2 separate regions of the Sus scrofa genome follow, and region 1 is linked to region 2. The links are chromatin contacts, called in public Hi-C maps. All regions are on one chromosome and are shown on one strand. The core of a region is the stretch at or near the end of the contact, and the rest is flanking DNA. Distances in the headings are between cores, read along the strand shown.

What was found. A called contact is a pair of places that touch in the nucleus more often than the background predicts.
Region 1: a Hi-C map of retroperitoneal adipose tissue shows a contact between it and region 2, with 2.9 times the contacts expected there. The contact joins the enhancer-like site here to the promoter of COL27A1 in region 2. A contact is called at or near these places in 5 of 5 promoter capture datasets (fetal liver, fetal skeletal muscle, liver and 1 more), 25 of 47 Hi-C or Micro-C datasets (adipose tissue, alveolar macrophages, brain and 14 more) and 1 of 2 datasets of contacts at active chromatin or transcription factors (skeletal muscle).

What each region holds. Positions count from the first base shown.
Region 1 is chr1:254,897,707-254,902,626 of Sscrofa11.1, forward strand. COL27A1 (collagen alpha-1(XXVII) chain) reads left to right here. Exons shown (of 61, transcript XM_021067868.1): 42 at 1,298-1,354; 43 at 1,548-1,601; 44 at 2,106-2,159; 45 at 2,439-2,492; 46 at 3,293-3,346; 47 at 3,427-3,534; 48 at 4,005-4,112. Among named protein-coding and RNA genes, the nearest start is that of ORM1, 39 kb to the right of the region's middle. Within about 2 kb of position 2,730, at least 4 of the 83 cell types and tissues checked have an H3K27ac peak or open chromatin away from gene starts, as enhancers often do. A contact at or near this core is called in retroperitoneal adipose tissue, where this site is marked.
Region 2 is chr1:254,766,282-254,770,760 of Sscrofa11.1, forward strand. COL27A1 (collagen alpha-1(XXVII) chain) reads left to right here and starts at 2,295. Exons shown (of 61, transcript XM_021067868.1): 1 at 2,295-2,365. The coding sequence starts at 2,310.

The sequences.
Region 1 (4,920 bases), core at 1,480-3,979, 130 kb after region 2:
CCGCACGTCCTCCCTGCTGTTATTATTATCAACAATAGCTGTTTCTAACGAACCCCTACTCTGTGCAGTAACGTGCCTTTCCTCCCTGGGTCCTTGGAGCCGCACTGCGAGGCATGACAGTCTTGTTTGGCAGATAGGAAACTGTCTTATGAACAAGACCCTGGGGCTGATTGGCTGCTGAGTGCCACCTGGGCCAGCCCAGGGTCTTCTCTGGGGCTCCCATGGAGAATAGGAGGCTCTGGAGTTCCCATCATGGCTCAGTGGTAACGAACCCGACTAGGCTCCATGAAGATACGGGTTCGATCCCTGGCCTCACTCAGTGGGTTAAGGATCCAGCGTTGCCATGAACTGTGGTGTAGGTCGTAGAGGCGACTTAGATCCCTCTTTGCTGGGGCATTAGGCTGGCAGTTGCTGCTCTCATTCAACCCCTAGCCTGGGAACTTCCATAGGCTGTGGGTATGGCTCTAAAAAGCAAAAAGAAAAAAAAGAATCGGAGGCTCATCCTAAAGCTAGATCTCATGGGGCGGCCCACTTTCTCCCAGCAAGGGTTGGGGAAAGGGACTCTTTCATTGCGGGCTGAATGACTGAGCAGCTCACAGCATCTCTCTGTGCCCCCGTGTCCTCATCTGCAAAATGGGGAGAGTAACATCCCCTGCTTTGTAGGGTTGTTGGGAGGCTTCTGGGCGTGCCTGTGTTCAGCCGTGGCAGCACCCACACCAGCCCACTGTTGGGTTTATTATCACTCCCTGCTGAGCACTGGGCAGGGACCTTTGCGTCATGTCATGCAGTCCCCACCACTCGGACTAAAGAGCACTGCTCTGTGTTCCGAACTCCTGGTTCCATGCCGGAGTCTACCTTTGTCCCCACCTCTGCCGCTTTCCTCTCTGGCCTCAGTCTTTTCCTTTTCTTCTCTCTCTTTCTTTTTCTTTTTAGGGCCGCACCCATAGCACATGGAAGGTCTCAGGCTAGGGGTCGAACTGGAGTTGCAGCTGCCCACCTACATCACAGCCACAGCCACGCCAAGTCTGAGCTGCATCTGCAACCTACGCCTCAGCTCTCGGCAATGCCGGATCCTTAACCCAGTGAGGGAGGCCAGGGATCAACCTGCATCCTCTAGAATACTATTCCAGTTCTTAACCCACTGAGCCACACGGGAACTCCTGGCCTCAGTCTTTCTGTAACTCTAAGTTCTTCATCTCTGTTGAAGAACATTTTGGCCTCAGGATGGAATGTCTGGGATTCCCATAATTTAATTTAGAACAGGAGGTTTGTCCTAAAGCGGGTTTTGTGTCCACAGGGAGAGCAGGGAGAAGACGGCAAGGCCGAGGGGCCCCCCGGGCCACCTGGAGATAGGGTAAGCACCCCCCGCCACTGTCCAGCCCCTGGACCACTGCCGAGGTGGAGCCCTGGCCTCCTGCTCTGTGAGGAGGGGGAGGCTGCGCAGGGGCGTGGCTTCTGCAAGTTCCACAGAGCGTGTGGCCTAGGAGGCCCATGGCTTGTGTCCTGCACCCAGTGGCCCATATTTTATTGTTGTCCCTGCCATTTAGGGCCCTGTGGGTGACCGAGGAGACCGCGGGGAGCCAGGGGACCCTGGATACCCTGTAAGTATCAGAGCTCCTACCTGCTGGTGGCATTGGGAGTGTTCTAAGGGGGCATCCTTGGCCTCTGCTCCATGCAGCCTGAATCATGCCCTGAGCCCTGAATCAACCCCTCGGAAAGGGCGCAGGGCGTGATTCAGGCTGAAAGGGGAAGGGTCTGAGACCTTTCCTGAAGGGGAGGAGGATGGGTGGGGGAGAGGGACCCCTCCCGTCCGAGAGCCCCACTGTCCCCATCAGGGGCAGAGAACAGCTCTCCTGGCAGAAGCAGGGGGCACAAGCCACTGCACGAGCAGCGGGGTCCCCCAGGCTCTGCACCGCCCCACCTCCGTCCTCGATGGCAGGGTCATTATTTCACCCATTTTGCTGATGAGGAAGCTGAGACCTGGGGGGACAGTGACACATGGCTAGGGAGAACAAGGGCTTCCTGGGGGTCCTCCAGGCTGGAAGCTGCCCTGGCTTCTGCCCCTCCAAGCTGAGCCCCCTCAACTGTCTCTCCTTGACTTCCAGGGACAGGAGGGTGTACAAGGCCTCCGTGGAAATCCAGGCCAGCAGGGCCAACCCGTGAGTGGTGCTTCCTGTCCCATCTCCCTGCCTCCCGGAGTGGGTGGTGGAGCAGCAGTGGGGAACTAAAGAACTGGGCCCTTTAAAGCTTAAAGGGACCCTCCCTGCAGGAGAGCCTGGGGCAGCCCTTTCTGGTTTCTCCTGCCCTGACCCTGGGGGCACCCCCAGAGCCTGCACCCCCAAACCCCTCCCCACCCCTCCCCCTCCAGGCGGAGACTGGCCACCCTCCCCAGGAGAGAATCCTGGGGCTGCCTTGCGTCATCTCACCTTGGTTTGCAGGGGCATCCGGGACCCCGGGGACGGCCGGGCCCCAAAGGATCGAAAGGGGAAGAGGTAAGAGAGCCGGACGGCCACAGGGAAGACAGGCCCCGGAAGGGAAGGACTAGCCCGAGCACGGGGCTAGCGGGAGACGGGGCTGCTGGGGGTGCGATGAGAAAGAGGGGGAACCGCAGGCAGGGGCCCTGCAGGGTGCAGTCTGGCCAAGATTTCTTTCCTCTAAACAGCCTGAGGGAGGGGGGTGACCAGCCCCACTTCCGGGGCCTCAGGAAGGAGACCCCCTGTCGGAGGTCAGCCAGTGGCATTTGAAAGCCCGTCCTCTCTTTCCACCACACCACGCTGCAGAGAGAGGAAGCTGGGAGAAGTGAAGTGAGGGGCTTGGGGGAAGGAAGAGGGGTGCGAGGCTCCTGGAGGGAACTCAGAGGCCGTGGAGAGGAGTTTCTGCCTTGCACCCGGAGCTCCTGCACCTGCCTCCGCTGAGGGCGGGCAGCGCCGTCTTAATGCCGTCACCCTGCCCCCGGGTGTGCACCCCTCCACCTGCACATCGACCCCCGACCCCTTAGAGATACCCACACCCTTAAGGAGCAAACGGACCAGGCAGCCATGAGCTCAGCTCCCACCAGGAAGTCACCCGGCCCCTGAGCCTCTGCAGCAGGGTTGCCAGTTTTGACCCTGGGCTTCCAGGTCAGGGCGCTTGGGCCCATTGGTGGATTCAGATGCCGAGCGAGGCCCAAGAGGCAGAGGGGCAGAGCCCAGCCACAGCGGGGCCCACGATCCTCTCACTACCCCCTTCCAGAGCGCCTAGGCTCCTGCACCTCCTCCAGGAAGCCTCTATCATGTGCCCCTTGCTTTTCCAGGGACCAAAGGGAAAGCAAGGCAAGGCTGGGGCGCCAGGCCGGAGGGGGACCCAGGTGAGTGACCCGCAGCTCCTCCTCTCCCCCACCCCCCTGCCCCTGCAGAGGCCTTCACCAGCTTTTTCTTTACCCCCCAGGGCCTGCCGGGGCTGCCGGGGCCCCGGGGCGTGGTGGGGAGACAGGGCCCCGAGGGTGTCGCTGGACCAGATGGGCTTCCTGGCCTGGATGGTCAAGCAGGACAGCAGGTGAGCAAGACTTGGGGTGAACAGATGAGTCTCCATTTGAGATGCGGTGTGTACGTGGCAGGGCGTGGGATCCCATACGCCGTGGGCTGGGAAGTGCAGCTTGGGAACCTTGGATGGGGCCGAACCAGCATATCCAGAAGTTCCCTGCATGGGCAATGGCCCCCTCCCTTGGGACCTGGGACCGTGGCCGGTCTCGCTATCTCTCCTCCAGACCAGCACCTGCAGGGGCATCCCCTGCCCAGTGACTAGAGCTTCTGGTTTTTAAGCTCCTTCCCTTCTCCACTCTAGATCCTCAAGTCCTCTTGTTCCTTTGGTCCAGCCACCCTCACACGCACGCAGTAGGCCCTCTATCCCTGGGTGTGACCTCTCTGCCTCTGCCCGGGGTCCACCTAGGCTTTGAGTCGTCCTGCCTCCTTGGCTGCCTGTTTCCTGAAACATGAAGAATTCCCCTTCGCCCTCTTTCTTCACAGGGGGAGCAGGGAGACGATGGGGACCCTGGCCCTTTGGGCCCTGCTGGGAAGAGAGGAAATCCAGGTGTGGCTGGCTTGCCTGGAGCACAGGGGCCCCCAGGATTCAAGGTCAGACACTTGTTAACCCCCTTACCTACCCTCTGCCCTTCCTGCCTTGATACTAGCTATAGACGCTGGCTGTAGTGCTGACATGGGCACCCATGTCCCAAGGCCTGCGTGAAAATGAGGTCCCCTTTTGCAGGGGTCCCTCTCTAGGCTGGACCCTGATGGAAAGGATAGTTTATCTGAGGAGCTGTAATACTGCCCCCTACCAGGCCTTTGAGACTGTCCGCTGTTTGTTGTGTTGTCCATGGGCGCCCTCTTGTGGGCTTTTGGGGAACAATGGCTATTACTGCCTGCTGGGACCCTCCAAGGCATCTTTTTAGAAAGCGTCCTTGAATGGTGGGGGAGGCAGCCAAGAGTCAGGTTGAGCCCAGGGCTGGCCGCTGAAGGGACAGTTGAGATGAATGAATCAGACGTGGCTCTCACCCTTCCTGAGCTTGAGGTTTAGCTGGGGAGAGATAGGCGCCCTCGGTGAAGACTGCAGGCAGAGGGAGAGGTGGCCTTGACCGGTGGAGGATTTAAATGAGGCAAGAGGAGCGGCGTGAGTGGAGGTATTGGGGTGCGGACTGCATGGTCTGTTGGGGAGAAACAGTGTAAAGCAGGGGCATGTGGGAGATTGGAGGGGCAGTGGGACCTTGAATGCCAGAGTGAGAAAATGGACTTTCCTCTTAAGGAGGCGGAAGTTTGGAGCACCCCTTCCCCCACCCCGGGGCATACCTCAGTTTCCCCAGCATCCAGAGAGGTCAGCTGACCCTGTCGATTCACTGTTCTGTCTCTCTTACTCCCCCACCCCTGCCCGCCGCCACCTTCCCTA
Region 2 (4,479 bases), core at 1,045-3,544:
AATGTCTTTCTGGCCAGTAAGTTGCATGTCGTCACCCACACGGTGCAGCAGGGAGAGCAGGATGGCTTCTCCACTGGAGTCCCCTCACGCCTCCTTCAAAACCTGCTGAAATCTGCTCCCACTCGTCTGGCCTTTTTGTGACTTTGCCACTGGAGCTGTCTTCCCCCGTGGCTGCATGTGTATCCAACACGTACTTTGGGAGCCAAAGGCCACCTCCTCCTAGGAGCCTTCCCTGGTTTCTTTGCATCCCTTAGTCAGCTTGACAATTCAATTCATCTGTATCTCTCTGGCAGCATCTATCACATTCTTCTTGTGTTATGGAATTGCAGGGGATGGTCTGTGACACGGCAGTGTCTAATATCTCCCATCCAGGCTCCCTTCTCTGTCCCAAGTTAATGCCCACATTACAAATGTGTGTCTGCCCAGGAAGCAGGACCATGCGCACAGTTCTTTGTCTTCACTCCATAGTGGTAGACTCGCTTCCCCCAGCTTTGCTCAGGGGTTTACACACTGTAGGAGTTAAAGAAATTTATTTAAATTATTATTATTATTATTATCATCATGTTTGCTTTTTAGGCCCATACCCATGGCATATGGAAGTTCCCAGGCTAGGGGTGGAATCAGAGCTACAGCTGCCGGTCTACACCACAGCCACAGCAACGTGCGATCCGAGCCACGTCTGCCACCTACACCACAGCTCGCAGCCACGCAGGATCCTTAACCCACTGAGTGAGGCCAGGAATCGAGCCCGCATCCTCATGGATCCTAGCCGGGCTTGTTAACCGCTGAGCCAGGAAGGGAAATCCTCATTTAAATTATTAATGATTTGAGCATCTGTTGTATCCCAGGCTCCATGCTGGGTGTGGGGACACAGCTAGATCTGACCTCGACAGCACTGTGTGACCTGTGCGACAACACGGCTGTAGGGCAGAGCTTTGAGCTGTACTTAGAAGGAAAGAGAGTCTGTGAACAGGCAGAAAGGAGGCTGGGGGGAGAAAAGAACCTGGGAGGAGACAGCATGGACAAGACCTTGACACAGGCCAGCTTGGCCGGAGCCTGGGTCCAGGCATCAGAGAGAGCAGAGCTCACTGAGCAGATCATGTAGCTGAGAGGCTGGCAAGGATCTGCTCAGAGCACTTGAGAGGCTAAGATTTAAAGCTCAGCTGCTGAAGACAGGAATCAGACTACCTGGGTCCCGATCCCACCTCTATCACTAACAGCTTAGTGATCTCAGGAAGGTTACATAACGTTTCAGAATCTTAGCTTTCTCACCTGTAAGGGGGGATAACAGGCCTCCCTTAAACAGGGGTGCTTTGCGCAGTGCCACCCAGGGCCTCAGGGGAAGCATCTGGATTGCAAAACACTAGGAAGGTCAAAAAACCTCAGTAATGGAGATTTACATCTAAGTAAGGCGTGTGCCAAAAACCCCTAAGTTATCCAGACACGTAATATTTTAAAGCCATACTTTTAAAATGTCAAAATACATGCCCAAACATCCAGTATGAACTTAATACCAAAAATGTAAATAAAGGTAGGGTCCCTCCAGCCCAAAGGATGCAGCTCAAAATACAGCAACGGTTATTGGGCTGGGAGTTTTCAACCTTCAAGAGCCGTGGACGTCTGAAAACCTGAGGAGAACCAGGGCCCTCTGTCCCCCAGAAGAATGCACAAACAGGCACAATTTGTGCAGAGCTTCGGGTGTTCCTGCACTCCTGGTGCTCGGCCAGGTGGAGGTTAAGAGCTCGGGTTCAACGTGGGCGTGCGGGGGTGGGGAGTGGGTCCACGCGCCGGCCAGCCGCCTGCGGGCTCCCCAGCACCACGCTGGGCCTCCCTCCAGGCAGCCACGGATGCGCTGCCCCCTGCAGGAAGAAGTCTACAACTATGCAGCTTCTTTTTCGAGCTTGCTTGGCTCGCCCGCCGCCCCCACCCTCCCCCTTCGGCTTGGGACTTTTCCTAAAGTTTGCTGAAACCAGACACCTTGCTCCACCGAGCCCGCGTGCAGCCACGGTTTAAAAGGCCGCCTTCAGCGCCCCCTCCCCGCCCCCAGCGGAGACTTCAAAAGGCCCCGCGGGCGCCGCGGGCCCTGCACCTATGAACCGCCCCCAGCGCCTGGAGCCCGTGCTGGAGCCCAAGGACGTAGAGCGGCTGAAGTTCGAGCGCAGGCGGACCCGGCGGGTGGCGCAGCCTGGCGCGCCCATGCCCCTCCCGGTGCCGCTGCGCTGCGAGCGCCCGCGCCCAGTTTAGGGAAGGGGACCCCGCACCCCCGCCCCCGCGCCCGCGCCCGGGGCTGCGGGGACCCATGAATACAAATGCCGTTAGGCGCCCGAGGAAGGACCGACCGTCCAGCCTCGCACCTAGGGACCCAGTAAGTGCCCCGGGGCTCCTGGAGCGCTGGGTGTACGGGTGTGTGTGCGTAAAAGTGTGCGCGTGTGGGGAGGAGGTGCACGTGCGAGGAGTGAATTCGTTTGTGCCCCTGTGCAGTGGGCACTAGCGGAGTGCCAGTGGGGGTTTGCGCTCCTGAGTATGGGCACTTGGGGTGTTACATGGGGTGTGTGTGTGTGTGTGCACGTGAAGGTGTGTATGAGAGGTGTGCACGCGGGTGTGTAACCTTGGGGGGGATCTGGCTAGGCTACGCTAGTGTGCATTTGTGTGCGTGTAAGCACTAACGTGCATGCGTCTGCGTGTGTGGAGTCCGGGTGTTTGCTCTCAAGTCCAGACACCCCAGAGCGTGTTTGCGTGAGCCCAGGAGGAGTGCCGGACTGCGCCTGTGTGTGAGTGAGTCTGTGTCTGAGTTTGGGGCAAGTGGAGGCGTGTGTGGGAATGGGTGTATGCACCAGTGAACAAGTCGTGGAGATGGAGGCGCGCGGGGTGGGGGTAGGAGGGTTTCTAATGCCAGGCTCGGACTGGGGTTGTGAGTGTGAGAATTTGCCTGGTGTTTTCAGCGGCGTCAAGGTGTGCAGTTAGGCGCTCCCCAGTGGGATCTGAGGGAGCCTTTGGTCTGCTCTCTGGCGGGGAGGTTAAGCTCCCATTTCTTACCGCCTGGAGAGGGAAGAGAGAGGAAGGTAACCAGCATTTCATAAGCCCACCCACTGCCTGCCCAGAAAAGTGTTCTTCAGGGAGCTCTGAATCCAGGAGGAAAATGGGGGGGGGAGGCGGGGGGGGGGGAAGGTAGGACACTGGTTGTCGTTTTCGTGGGAGTCTGGACACTGAGTGCTAGTCCCAGATCTTTGCCTGGAACTCCAGGTTCCTTTCAGCAGTGATATCCGTTCCCTTTTCCCCTCTTCTTTGCCCCCAACGTGAAGACTCCCTGTCTTACAAACTAGAGGTCCCACATCTCCGACTTGTGACCATTCCCGTTGTGCAGTCTTGGCCAACTTTTTCCTCTATGTGAATCTCAGTTTCCCCATCTTTACAGAGGGATTGGGGGTTGGGGGTGTTTGAGCGGGACCGTGGTGGGCCCGCGGAGGCTGTGTCCCTGGCTGCGGCCAGCAGGGGGCAGCAGGGGGCAGCAGAGGGCGGCCCGGCGCGGGGAGGAGAGAAGGTGGAGAGCCACCGCGGGCCGAGACTTTAAATCGCCTTCATTTCCCCCAAATCCTTCCTTTTCCTCTCCTCCCCCAGGCCGGCGGGGAGGCAGCTTCCACCGCCCTCCGCGCGCCCTCGCCCGGCCTTGCTCTGCCTCCGGGGACCGCTAGCAGCCCGCCTCCAAAAGTTTGATCATCTTTTTTTTTTTCCCCCCTGCTTCTTCTTCCTTTTCGGTGGAAGCAGAAAAGAGCGAGGCACGGGCGAGCGCGGCGCCGGGACTCCTGGGACCATGGGCCTGGCGCGGGCGCCCGCGGGGCCCCGGCCGCGCTGCCTGCCTGCTCGGGCGCCCCTGGGAGCGGGGCTGCGCTGGGGGAGCGGGGGCCGCGCGCTCTGAGCCGGCCTGGCGCGGCGGGGCGGGGGGCTGGCGGCCCCATGGGGCGCGCCCACACTTGCCCCCCGGGCTCGGGAGCATGAAGTAGGGGCCCGCCATGGGAGCGGGATCGGCGCGGGGGGCCCGAAGCACAGCGGCGGCGGCGCGCGGGGGGTGAGTACTGGCTCGGGGACGCCCCCTCCTCAGCTTCCTGCCGCTCCAACCTCGGGGCGGGCTGGGGTTCCCCGCCGCGCGGGACGCTTACAGCGGAACGTCTGCTTCCTGCCCCTTCCTGCGCCCCGGCGAGGCGGGCAGCCAAGGGTTAACGCGGGCAGCGCCCCCGGCCCGGCGAGGGTTGGCGAGCGCTGCCCGCCCTGCCCTGCTTGGCGCGGCTGCCCGATCGCGTTGGGGCGGGGGCGAGTTGGGGAGGGTCGGTGCAGAACCCGCCCTGGGGTCGGGATTGGGGGTGGGTGGTGGCGCCTGGAGCGGCCGGCGGGGTGCGGAGGGGGGGCTTTTTGGATGCTTGGGGGAGGAGGGGTCTCCGTTTCTGGCTGTCTCAGTGTTGTTCCTGTGTGGGTGTCCACGGG